Linked DNA regions of Bombyx mori: region 1 is linked to region 2. A link is a contact called in public Hi-C data. All regions are on one chromosome and are shown on one strand. The core of a region is the stretch at or near the end of the contact, and the rest is flanking DNA. Distances in the headings are between cores, read along the strand shown.

Evidence for each region. Hi-C and Micro-C count contacts between places; a contact is called where the count stands out from the background.
Region 1: a contact with region 2 is called in a Hi-C map of whole pupa, with 4 times the contacts expected there. The contact joins the promoter of CPG25 here to the enhancer-like site in region 2. A contact is called at or near these places in 2 of 7 Hi-C or Micro-C datasets (posterior silk gland and whole pupa).

What each region holds. Positions count from the first base shown.
Region 1 is chr18:503,620-510,198 of ASM3026992v2, reverse strand. It overlaps CPG25 (cuticular protein glycine-rich 25), which reads left to right and starts at 1,425. Exons shown (of 3, transcript NM_001173310.1): 1 at 1,425-1,474; 2 at 1,549-1,908; 3 at 1,993-2,201. The coding sequence starts at 1,463. The coding sequence ends at 2,079.
Region 2 is chr18:465,727-473,272 of ASM3026992v2, reverse strand. It overlaps LOC101737818 (ribosome biogenesis protein BOP1 homolog), which reads left to right. Exons shown (of 15, transcript XM_038017163.2): 13 at 6-325; 14 at 393-542; 15 at 616-1,391. The coding sequence ends at 769. Among protein-coding and RNA genes, the nearest start is that of LOC134200536, 6.7 kb to the left of the region's middle. Within about 2 kb of position 4,147, at least 8 of the 8 cell types and tissues checked have open chromatin away from gene starts, as enhancers often do.

The DNA of each region.
Region 1 (6,579 bases), core at 176-2,675, 40 kb before region 2:
GTTAAGTGGTTACTGGAGCCCATAGACATCTACAACGTAAATGCGCCACCCACCTTGAGATATAAGTTCTAAGGTCTCAAGTATAGTTACAACGGCTGCCCCACCCTTCAAACCGAAACGAATTACTGCTTCACGGCAGAAATAGGCAGTAAAAAATAAGATTAAATAAGGTCAAGGATTTAGACATCTCGTCCAAAATAATCAACAGGGCCTGAAAAACGGTCCCGAGAATACTTGCTGTGCAAATTATTTAGCTCTCTCAACTAGTCTATTAAGAAGTACATTCCTCCGAGGTTGGATGTATGACCCTTGAACTTCCTCAAGCTCGGAGCCCTTAGTTGATGTCGTCAACTGCACATTGATTTTTTTTTCCTACCTATACCTCGAGGGGTCATACTAGATTCACCGGGCGAGTAGGTGATCTCACGAGGCTCTAACCTGTGGACGTTACTAACACTGACCCTAGCAAGAGCAGTGCTTCGCAGAATCTGCCACCGTATCGGAAAAGCGAACCTACTGAGAAGATCCGGCGAGAAACTCAATGGGCCGAAATTCAGAAGAAATTCGGGGACACCATATTCTCTATTAGCAAGTTTCCACAGGAACAATGGATCGAGCGTGCATCTTCGAAATGAAGCGAAATGAGAAAGAATCCGAAAGAAAGCCCATGTGAAAATACTTCATCCTCGCCGGGTAACTCTGAATAGTTCTAGCATCATTACAAGAGAAAGCGCTTCTGGTCATTTTCCAGAAATGAAATGAATATCATTTGGCCGCACTAAGGATCATACTGCTACGTAAGCAGTGCAGTAAGCTAGGATCGAGACGGTCGATGTCCTTCTGCAGGACTGTCACATCAGACAGGCTATTTACAACCCTGGAATTTTTTATGACATCCGCAAACAAATGGCGTCGACATTAGTAAAAGCGGTCATACTTGCATTGCCGGCGACTCGAAAAATGGCTCTATTAAGGGCCACGTGCGTCAATTCAACGTGATACCAAAAACAGTTCAACAACTACGTATACTTATTGTGCCTATGTGTGTTTCTATTAAATTGTTACAATACATTTAATGGTCAGACACGCAAGAACTTGTTTTATTTTTGCAGTTGAGTGTAGCTCGTGGCTGCTTCGTGGCAGAAATTGGCACGAGAGCAGGCAATATGAGACCAGAACCAGTACAAATAAAAGTAAGCTTGCTACTGTTGCCCCCTAAAAATATACTACTAACGTGGCATTGCATAAAATCATTATAAGATTATTCAAAAAACCGATGTCGCATCTCGATAGAAACATATAAATAATTAATAATGTTATACTTTACGCAACCAGGCGATCAAGAAGGCTTTGCAAAATTCCGTGGCCCCGGCCGGCGAGCCGCCTATAAAACCCCATCTGCGGACTGCGAGGAGCATCAGTACCTTCGAGTCATCTCACCAACTACCATTCAACATTCAAAATGAAAACCTTCGTAAGTATTCGAAAATTACTTAAACTTCCGCCGTGCTTTGATCTCATTTATTAATCGACGATTGGTCTTTCTAGTTGTGCGTAGTCCTCCTCGCCGCCGCCGTCCTGGCCGACCCTGCTCCCTCTGAGAGTGAAAACAAGAGGGAGAAACGTGGATACGGCGGACTAGGCACCGGACTCGGCCTCGGCTATGGACTCGGGTACCCCGGACTCTACGGCGCAGGACTCTACGGTCACGGACTCGGCTATAGCGGACTCGGTTATGGCGGACTCGGTTATGGCGGACTCGGCTACGGCGGACTCGGGTACGGCGGTCTCGGCTACGGGTACGGAGCCGGGTACGGCTACGGAGGTCTGATCCCCGGCGCCCCCCTCCTCCACGCTCCTGTGGTCGCAGCCCCCACCGTGGTCGTTAAGAAAGTTGAAGTACCAAAGGTCAGTTGACACTCGATTATTTTGATTGAATAATATTAAATATTTCGTGAATTATCTTGCTTACTATTGTAGGTGGTCGTGAAGAAGGTAGTAGCTGTCCCGCAGCCCATCCCAGTGCCCCACCCCGTGCCGGTCGCTCACCCCCTGGCGTACGCGCCCGCCCTCTGGTGATCTCAGCGCGTGATGCTTTAACCAAATCTATAGAAATATTAATATATTCAAGTACATGACGTACACATTGTTTTTGTTTTGTTTTGTTTATTTAACTATTGAAATACACTGTTAAACTTTTACTTGATGGTTTTATTTTCAAACAATATTTATTTTAAGATTTACAAGTTGTTGAAGGTAGTTTGAAATAACAGACGGAACAGTCTCAGATTGAAAATACTCGTTTAGTTTGTTTGATACTTAGGTATAAAACAAATTCAAGTGTTTAAATAAATAAAAACAGTAGGTACAATTTGGATACAAGTATGTAAACTTCATTGGTATACGAACACCAAAGGTGAAAAACGAAAATATCTCAAAATTCCCTGAAAATTGGTTTTGTAGTGTAAATTTATAAGTATTTAATAAATACCAAACTAATTATTGAAATTACTATTTTATTCCCTGTAATCTTCAATTAAAATGATCATCTCCCTGTGAATAATTCGAAAAGGTTCAATTGCGCGGTCTCAAGTATGTACCTACTCAGAAAGAAAGATTTAACAAAATAAGATACAAAATACATTTACGTTTTAACTAACTGAGACCCTCATTCTCATTCAAAGGTTTAGAGGTTTACAATACAATTTTTTAAATTGCTGAACATTACATACCCCCTTCCCCGTTCGTTTGTAACTAAGAACATTATGGCGTGTGAACTATCAACTAACTCAAGAATTTAATCTGAATAGATAAACAATATTTTATAGAACACTCATCAAAGCTTTCATTCATAATTAAATTTTTATGAAAATTTGGTAACAGAGCTCTTGGAGGCCAACGACGTATTCAAAATTCGGAAAACAAGGTTAAATGTCTTCATACATAATGTATTCATCTCCACTAATGCGTTTATAGGAAGGCTGTTGAAATCGTCATGAAATTATATCATAAAATTTCTCAGATAATAAAATAAATTATAATTACATCATCATCATTCTCCTGCCCTTCTCCTAGTCACCTGGGATCGGCGCAACATGTTTTCTTCTTCCATACTCCTCTATCATATACCATTTCTTCGTTCACTCCCCTCTTACACATATCGTCTTTCACGCAATCCATCGCATATAAGTTATAATGACATATTCAAAATAAATGATGTATCCTGCTAGGAAAAAATATTGATATACATAATATGTATTTAGAAATTAGTGTATATCATACTATTGCATCATCATATTAGCCTCCGTAGAATTAGATATTCTCAAAAATCCAAATTAATTTGAAAAAAGTCGCAACAACCTTAAATCATGCAACTCCAATCATAGATTATACACTTAATATATTCGAGAACTCCGATGCAAAAATAGAAATGCAAGTTTAATAAAGTGACAGCGAAATGTTAAAGTTGCAACAATAAATGAAGGAGATGCATGGATTTAGTACAAGTTCGCAGGAAACCGCTCCGCCGACGAGCTGTCTTTCACAACCTCGGCGTGTTACCGTGACTCTTACTAATGTTTATTTATTAACGTCATAACACGTTTCCAAATGTATTTTATAAACAAATCTTAGCCCATATTATTCGAAGAAATATGTAAAATAGCTTACCGTAATATAATGGACCAAGAATATACTTCAAATCAATATTGAATAACTATTGAATATTTTAAACTTAAAGTAATGTTTTGGAATTTGTAAAATTGAAAAAATAATAAAGTATGTTCTTGGTTAAGTGGGTCGCGTTTCCGATCTGGTGGTAGATTCTGCGAAGCACTGCTCTTGCTAGGGTTCGTGTTAGCTCCTAAGGAAGGCCAGCCACGTGACGAGCCAAGCGGTACCGCCCAATCGTCGTGCTGGACGAGGCTGATAAGCTCCTCGAGCGCATGTTGCCAGTCGCCTCGTCCAACACCTCGAAGGCGTTGGGCCTGACCTGGCTCCTAACCAATACGGTTTCCGGAGGGTTCGCTCCACCATGGACGCGGTCTTGCGCGTGCGTGCTCCGAGGGGGGCGTGTTGTTGGCTGTGTCGATTGATATAGCCAACGCCTTCAACACGATCCCCTGGAGCACGATCGTGGAGTCATTACGATTTCACCGCGTCCCCACTAGTCTCCGCACCCTGATAGAGGACTACCTCTCAAGGCGGATGTGGTCTTCCCCGAGAGGAGAGGGGGGGCGGAAAGCGGTGTCGTGCAGGGTCCCACGGGGGTCGGTACTGGGACCACTCTTTTGAGACATCGAAGAAGCAGTCTTTGCGCCGAAATAGCGGATACCTTTTTTTTATTTATTGCTTAGTTGTGCGGACGAGCTCACAGCCCACCTGGTGTTAAGTGGATACTGGAGTCCATAGACATCTACAACATAAGTGCCGCCGCCCACCTTTAGATATGAGTTCTAAGGTTTCAGTATAGTTACAACGGCTGCCCCACCCTTCAAGAAGAAACGCATTACTCCTTCACGGCTGAAATAGGCAGGGTGGTGGTACCTACCGTGCGGACTCACAAGAGGTCCTACCACTAGTACAACCAGCTGGTAACTTCTACAAGCGGAAGAGGATTAAATTGTTTAATAATATTCCCTCAAGGGTGATGCCGGATAGTCGTCTGTCTAATGAAACTTCGAGCTCCCGTCTCCAGGTGGCTATTGTCGTGTCCATGGCTCCGGACCTGCTGAATAATTAGTGGTGCATCTAGTGCGTCTGCAGTCACAGGACGTGGAGAGAATTTCTTAAATAGGTTTGTCATCTAGGGCCGAGTCAATGGCTGTCGATCTCCTAGATAATTTTCCATGCGCTGAACTGACCAAATAAAGCCCCGGACATACGCGTCAAAGGGACATAACCGGTGTAGGATCAGTCAAACCTGGATAAGCGAGAGTTCAAGGGAGCACAATCTCATTCTCGCTTATAGAGGTTTCTCACTAACCCAAGTTTCTCGCTGATGCACCCTCTGAATTTCATTTCGCGATTTTCCGGATTCAAACGCATTCACTATTTTAAGTTCATCACTTAATGACAGTACTTTAATTTTCCGTTTTAACATGATGCAGAACAGAACTTTCCTTCGCAATTCATTAACGATAAACTGAGTAAGTCCGACAAACAGGACGGTACACAGGCACACGTGTCCATTCGAAAAGAATGCGATAAAATTACAACGTTATTTAGTTCCACGAAATAGAATAGGTTCAATATTGATGAGAAAACTTTACAAAAACAATGATAGGAAGTTCCACGAAAGTTAAGAATGAGTCATAAAATAGCAGATGTTAAATTTGTAATTTGTTTTGTCATTTGTTCCTCCTAAATAATATAAATAAATAAAGCTCGACTGTCGCTTATAGATGTATAGATAAGTAGTAGTCGCACTTACGGAGGTCCGTGAGGGAAAAACGACTCTCTCTTACAGAGGTTTCTGTTTCTCGCTAATAGAGGTTTTGGGAGCTTAAAATGACGGGTCCTGGCTATTACTCTCACTTATAGAGTTTTCTCGCTTATCCAGTTCTCACTTACCCAGGTTTGACTGTAGTACGAAACGAAACTGATTATCATCATAGACCACGACTACTCTCCTCAAGAGTACCCGCCTGTGAATAGGAAGCACGTCCGTCGTCCACCCATCTACGACGAAAAAACGGATGTGCACTCAACGTGCTCAACATTTGATTGATAACAAACATAACGCTCGGAACTGCACGCTACTTATATTAATATATTCAATTGTACGTAATATGCTATTGTAGAAACTTCGATTCAGTTCATTAACGCTAACACCTAATAATGCATCACTGCTAACGTCACTTTTCAACTACATACTTCTCCCGGTTCTGTTCCGGGCGGGCTCGAACCCCCTGGTTCAGTGTATGGGAGTCGCCGAGTGGCTCCGTTAATTAGAAACCGCCACACCCGGCGCGTTCTCTCGAGCCGTGCTCAGTTTCGAAGTCATTTGGAAGGAAAACCAACTTGACTTTTTTTTTGCTTAGCTGGGTGGACGAGGTTACAGACCACCTGGTGTTAAGTGGTTACTGGAGCCCATAGACATCTACAACGTAAATGCGCCGACTCAAACCGAAACGCATTACTGCTTCACGGCAGAAATAGGCAGGGTGGTGGTACCTACCCGCGCGGACTCACAAGAGGTCCTACCACCAGTAAAAATGTTGACTTTTGACTTTTAAAATGTTGGGAGTTCTCAAGAGAGCGAAAGAAAGAAAGCAAAGCACAGGTTCGGCAATGCGTGGAGTACTACTCTCATCCCTGGACCAGGACCCTCCAGTACATCTATTGCAGAAACAGGTTAATACAGAAGAGGGTCGTACGGATTACTCTATTCTAAGGCGCACGTGGAACCTCCGACCCTCGGTTCGTTCTGTGTAAGTCACACAGTCTACTCAAAGGAAATTGAGGGATTCTCATTCATTTGGTGCTCTAAGGTATTTTTTGTGATAAACCTCATCAACTCATTACTATAGCGCCACGGGAGTAGCCGTAGCGTCCCCTTCAAACAATGTGTTAGAAGAG
Region 2 (7,546 bases), core at 2,898-5,397:
CGCAGGTGTCGTGGCACGGGCGCGGCGACTACGTGGCGGCGAGCGTGCGCGCGGAGGGCGGGCGCGCGGTGTGCGTGCACCAGGTGTCGCGGCGCCGCTCGCAGCTGCCGCTGGCGCGCCTGGCGGGGCAGGTGCAGGCGGCGCACTTCCACCCCGCGCGCCCGCTGCTCGCCGTGGCCACGCAGCGCGCCGTGCGCCTCTACGACCTGCTCAAGCAGGAGCTGGTGCGCAAGCTGCGGCCGGGCGCGCAGTGGATTAGCGACTTCGCCTTCCATCCCGCCGGAGACAACATGCTCGTGGCTTCTTACGACCGGAAGTGCATGTGGTGCGTACTGGTCCTGAGTGCGCGGTCGCGTGCTGCAGCGGGGTGACGGTGCGGCGCTCTCTTGCAGGTTCGACCTGGAGCTGTCCCCGCGGCCCTACCAGACGCTGCGGCTGCACGGCGGGGCGGTGCGCGCGCTGGCCTTCCACCGGCGCTACCCGCTGTTCGCGACGGGCGGCGACGACGCGCACGTGGTGGTGTCGCACGGGATGGTCTACAAGTACGTGTCGCCCGACTGCCGCCGGAACGCGTAAACTCCTTCCCGTACCTAATGAGTGTGATGTTGTCTGCAGCGATCTCCTGCAGAACCCGCTGATAGTCCCGCTCAAACAAATCCGCGGCCCAGAAGTCAAGGACGAGCTGTGCGTGCTGGACCTGCGCTTCCACCCCACGCAGCCCTGGCTGCTCGCCGCCGGTGCAGATTCTACTATCAGACTCTACTCTTGAAACCCAATAAGAAAAACTTTAGCACACAATATAAATAGCACTATTATTTTGATGGAATGTCCCTTTTCTTACACTGCGGCGGTGGGCGCGCGCACGTCCCGTGACCACCACTGAGTGCAACAAACTGCCACATAGACATACATATTATCAATCATCCTACCTATTGTTACTGTAAAACCCTAATACATTGGTTTACATTTATCTCATATCTCAAAGTGAACTGCAACTTTTACATCATGTTTGTGGGCCTTTTTGGACTGGGGGCAGAATATTTTAAGGAAAACCCACATTGTGGGGGCACCTTCGAACCTTGCCCGAGGCAAAGACCATCGGTACCTAGTTGTTGGCTTTCTTAAAAGTCAATTATTACCTTTATATATAGTTCTGGTGATATAATTAAGAATGATTTAAAATAACAGTTTTTTTTTTATCTAAATCATATTGATATGTGTATTTATGCAAGTGTTCCTTCTCATATGTAACCAGTTATGTTATGAAACAGCCATATATAACATACATATGTATATATTCCCACATAGGTATAGCAATAAATTTAATCAGTTTGTAATGAATTTAATCAGTTTGTAATGAAGCTGAATAAATATATAAGAAAAAATTGAAATTGCACTAGTGATTTTATATGAAGCCTAAATTATATAATTTCAGTATTATTGGTGGTAGGATGTCTTGTGAGTCTGCACGGGTAGGTATGTATCAACAGTAGCACCGCCCTGCCTATTTCTGCCGTGAAGCAGTAATGCGTTTTGGTTTGAAGGGTGGTGCAGCCATTGTACTTTTATAACTAAGACTTTAGAACTGATGCCTCAAAGTGGGTGGCGGAATTTACGTTGTTGATGTCTATGGGCTTCTGTAACCTCTTCACACCAGGTGGGCCATGAGCTCGTCCAACCATCTAAGCAATATCAAAAAAATGTGAAGTGTGTAAAGGAAAATACATTTTTAACTAAAATTAATAGTTAGAAGCACATTCACGGTCTTTAATTACTGCACTACACCAGTATTGTCTCGTCCGAATAAAGTACATTTCTCCACAGTTTAGCTGTCCAGTTTTCATACCTTCTTGCAATTACAAGCCTGGACTGTCTATGTCATCGTTTCAACAGGGACACTTTTCTTACTATCCTTTCGTGAAACTATTCTTCTATGAAGCGCCTTCGAATCTTTTATACAACCGATTCTTCTCGCGAAGTTTTATTATTACTATTGTAGAAACGATCATTAAATGAACAATATAAATTAGTTCGAATAAATTTGTTCGTTGCGTTGCCTCCAAAAGACCCATAGAAAATCGATTTGAATAAAAAAGTCGTACACTCATAAACATAACGTCCCGAGAAGTTACGTTCAGCGGCTTTGTTTCATTTTCCAATATTTGTGCACTTTACAGATATTAAATAGTTAATAAACCACCATTATTACACATTTAAACCCGAAGAAACGCTAAATAGACAAAATAAAACAAATCGCACAACTTCACTTTTCGCGTTCCCGCTAAAAAGTACATTAATAAATTTAATAAGTTATTTTCTTAAGGGATTTTATGACGTGGTAACTAAGACCTTTAAGTCAAGTCTTAATTTTTACTAAAAAGCTATTAAAGTAGGTATATATAGGTTAGTTTGGTTTATTTTTTTACATGACGTTTAGCGATCGATGTTTACACTAGTCTACTATATCGGTAAAACAGGTTGTGTTTGTTCTACTAAAGGCTCGTCTAAAATTAATGTACACATTTCTTTTATATACAAATATTTTGTTTTAGTATAATTTTTTTCATTGAAAAACAAAATAAATGAAAAAAACGACAACGTCTTAAAAACAGTACTGTCCTGTCAAAAACAGTACGAATGGTCACCGAATTTTGAACCGAATTGATAGGACGTCAAACTGACAATTCACTGTGTGTTCAACATAGAGTTACTAGTTGTAGGTACTTATTAACTCCATGGTGTTCAACATGTTCAATAATAATATGGTCCAATATTACAAGTGGTCTTCACCAATTTGAAAGGTGCACTTATGACTTACCAGTATTACAAAGCAAGACGAACAATATACAGTGAAGAATAATATAATTTCAATTAAATATTTCAATTTTAATTTTATTTGTTAAAACTAAAACTGTATATAGTATATATATATAGTATAATAGAAATGTATAACGGGAATCTATAGCGCCTACGTAAGATGATTGAATGGTACCATGACAGCGCAAGCTACCGATTTTGCATTTGAGTGATGAAAACTTTGCTATGAATGAAAAATGATGTTAACTATTATGTGAGTGTGACCAACTAGAATGGAGTAGAATGAACATCTTTGGCAATAATTGTCCGTACCAAGATGTCTATAGCCTCCCATCTCAAAAAGTTATTGCAGGATCGATGGCGTCGATGTTCGTAGATCAAAAGAGGATAAGGTGATGACATAACAAATTTTAATGTTTGTTGTGATGGACCATTCGCTTGTTTGAAGTCGTCGTGGCCTAAGGGCCATCAAATGTTCACGATTGACTTCCACGGTGAAGGAATAACATCGTGTAATAAAAATCAAACCCTCAAATTTATAATTTGCGTAATTACTGGTGGTAGGACTTCATGTGAGTCCGCACGGGTAGGTACCACCACCTCGCCTATTTCTGCCCTGAAGTAGTAATGCGTTTCTTCTTGAAGGGTGGGGCAGCCGTTGTAACTATACTGATACCTTACTACTTAATAAGTATTTGCCACCCGTCTTGAGATATAATATATCTCAAGACGGGTGGCAAATTTATGTTGTAAATGTCTATGGGCTCCAGTAACCACTGAACACCAAGTGGGCTGTGAGCTCGTCCACCCATACAAGCAATAAAATAAAATAAAATAAAGTCTGCCGAGTCAGCTAATTTTAAATAAAATGAGAGTTTAGTTCAATTTTAGTTTAATTTTATTTTTTACCTAAAAGACTTCGCTTCGGTCAAACATTACAAAAGCTTGCTGTATAGGCTTTGCTTCTTTTGCCTGTCCAACAACAAAACGAAAAATGACAGAAGACATTATTGATGGCAATCAAGAAATTCGAGAATGAGCCGAAGCAGCCTGAAAGAGATGGCGATATTCAGCAGAATTTGCTGTTGGTTGGTAGATTTAGCCGGCTTCTGTTTGGTATACAGTGTTTACAATTTTACAAAGGAAATATTTTAAAGTACTCACATGTCGACAAAACGTGATTTTTTTTGTGAAAAGTTAACTTAAATAACCGAACATAATATAACGTAATCTATAAATTGTAATTTATATTAGATGATAAGACGTGAGTTTTAGCCAGGAAATTGAAGTTTGATTTGATTTGAAGTTTGAACGAACGTTATTTTTGTATCATCTGCGTCCGCCGACGGACGTTGTCGAACTTTTTTTTCGACAGTTTGGAGGGTTGCTTTGTGTTGTCTGGACTAGTTCAATTTATAGTGGAACTGTAGTGTAATGTTCGGATAAAGTGGTTGTAAGTCGATATAGTAGTGATTGTTGGGCGTGATGTCAGGAGCAACGACGCCGACGACGACGGAGGCGCCGGCGCTGGATGAGCGCGATCTGGAGCCGCGCACTCCGATGAAGAGACTCGGCTCTACTAGAAAACTGCCTGCGTTTAGTAGTGAGTCCTTTGTTGCAATATCCAAATTGGGTTTTGGGCTTACACCGAAGTAAGCGTTACAAAGCTTTTCACACAGGCTTTATAATTAAAAATGATATTTAGTAGTTGAATAATTGTGAAAAAATTAGATATTTTTCGTTCTTTATTTGTTTACCGTGAAATCTGTAAATTGTTTTAATCTCATAGCTACAATTTGCACAATTCACTATATGAACCCCTCGCGTATCGATATTTGGGATAAGTAAATAAAAAACTAACCTTGTAACATTTTTTTAAATAGAGTAGTCTAGTTTAGCCACATATTTGGCCTTGAGGCCGCATGAGATCACAAGGAGCATATTTACTAGGTGATAACAATTATCTTGATACTGTCAGCTACATAATATGGGAAAAACTACACCTTAGGTGAAAATCTAATTGTAAATTATTTTGTATAATTATTTTATATACTGGTGGTAGATGTCCTGTGAGTCAGCATGGGTAACCACCACCTCCTTTTGTTTCTGCCATGAAGCAGTAATGCATTTCGGCTTGAAGGGTTGGGCAGCCATTGTAACTATACTGAAACTTAGCACTTATATCTCAAGGTGGGTGGTGCATTTACCTTGTAGATGTCTATGGGCTTGAGTGACCACTTAACAACAGGTGAGCTGTGAGCTCATTCACACACCAAAGCAACAAAAAAAAGCTTCAATAAAGAAACCTAGAGGTGGAAACTAGAAACTGCCACTTAGAATTTTTAATATAATTCAGTATAAAAAGCTGGTCTCAGATACATAATGTTGCAGGGAGGGAAGAAGAAAATATAACCAGGGACTTTGTACCCAGCAGTAGCTTTAAGTGTTTTTTTAGTTTTTTAGTACACCTGTTTTTCACAGCTCTTTTATGTAAATTATTCATCAGGCTCGAATAATGTAGGAAATTTTATTTTGGCCAGTATTGTTTGTATGGTAGTTCAGTTAGGAAATAATACAGTCAAGAATGTAGCGATTCTAAGTTCAAGTTGTGGTAGACTCAGACCTGCAGGAATGTTCCCATCCAACTTATGTGGCTCAAGGTAGAGCCATGAGTTCAGTTTTTCATCTACAACAATAAAAGTACGAAGAAATCAGATTGAATCATAACAGATTAATAAAAAAAGTGGCATGTATTCTGAAGCTGTATTATAATGGAGATGTAAAAGAAAAAATAAAAAAAGTCAAAGATGCTTGACAACTTCATTATATATTTATCAAATAATAATAAAAGAGCCTTAAGTAATATACCTCATCAATATTGAATTGCATTAAGATTAGTGTGTACATTATAAAATCATAGTGATAGAACCTACCTAGCATACAACCTGTCTTATTGGGCTGACTTTCATGTCTTATCAGACACTGATCTTCAATATCCTTTCATCATCATCATCATCATCATCAGCCTTTATCTGCCCACTGCTGGACATAGGCCTTCCCCAATGCCTTCCACATAATGCGGTCCTCCGCCTTCCGCATCCAACGACTTCCCGCCGTGCGCACTAAGTCGTCAGTCCTTTCAATGACTATTAAATGTCTGTATTTAGAATAATGCATTTTATATAAAGTTCTTATAAGTATATAAATTTCTTATAATAGTTTGAAATCTTTGATCTCATGTTTAATTTGAGTTACTTTAAAACGTGCACAAGTGCATAGTCAAGATTGTTTATGATTGTAAAATATTATTCTGTAAATATGTAATTTATGTTTTGATTGAATATAGAATAGGGAGGATTCCTAAGATGGATATTGCCTTTTTTTAAATGTGCTGCAATATATGACTTTGATTTCTTTAAGTGAAAACACTTCAGCACTTAAATTCAAGTCGAATGAGAAAATTAATCATGTTTTAACAAAATTAAACATATCTACAAAAGAGCCTGTTCCTCCCTCGGTTGCTTGTAACCTACTTAAGAAACTATCTTATCACTCTATATTCTGACTGAAACATAAACCACGGGTCTCTGAATGTTCGGATCTTGTTTGCAGCTGATCTTATTAATGTTGATAGTTTCATAACCACTGCCATATTGTCCATACTGGCTTTAGGTTTTAAACTATTGATCACATTGCGTCACTAAAGAAGTCATTATTACAATGCAACCAATGTCAATGTCATTACCGATGTGACAGTATCGCCAACAGATTACCAACCGTAAGCTAGTTCACGAAAATAGGCAATGTAGAAATAAGTTATGATATTTAGAATCCCGCGTGTTTGGTGGTATTGATATTGATATATGGCGTCTGGAATCTGATAAGCACTTATAAACAGGTGGGCAGTGAGTTAGCTCATCTAAAACAATTTGTGCCCGAGCTGTGGACATCATTAAAACACGGATGACGGTACGTGACCACGAAAACTACACCATCGGAAGTCGGAATTGTTAATCAATGATTATTATAATTATGAAATTATTAATAAGATGTCAATAAAAATGTGAAATTAAACCGTAAAAGTACTTTATTTGTCCGTGTACTGTTATGATACAAATATGTATACATAACTAACTTCCTGATATGATTATACGTTACACGTAGGTATACTGAGATAATGACATTCAATAGAGTATCTATAAACGCTGTATCATACAGATCCCAAACACTTCTAAGTGTGAGACTAAAGGAACGCCAGTTGGAGTTGGACGTATGGAACGTCTGATATCCATTTATTTATAACAGAGGCGACTAAAGTACACCGGCGGGTCGTCCGCGGCTCCCTCGCGTTTCATTGTCTCAACATTACATTTCCTCCGTCGAGATCGTTTCCTTTGCTAATGAATAAATTATGTAGTGCAGTCAGGATCGTGGAGTGGTGTAATGTAATGTCATTGGCGACTTCCCGCGGCCCGGGTCGGCGTGCCCACGCGCGCACACTCTCCGGAGAATATGTAATTTTTTCATTGCTAAAGGCGGGGCTACATTAGTGCCACGTACAATAAACGCCTTCACTGAAATGGTTTTACTCCTTAGCTTACCGTCGCTCGGCAATCCCCCGAGGAAGAGAATACGTTCTAGAGCTTATTAGTTATAAAAATTATGTCTAGAAACATAAATCAATACAGATACTGTTTTGATAACTGGAAGCCATACTTAAACACTTATA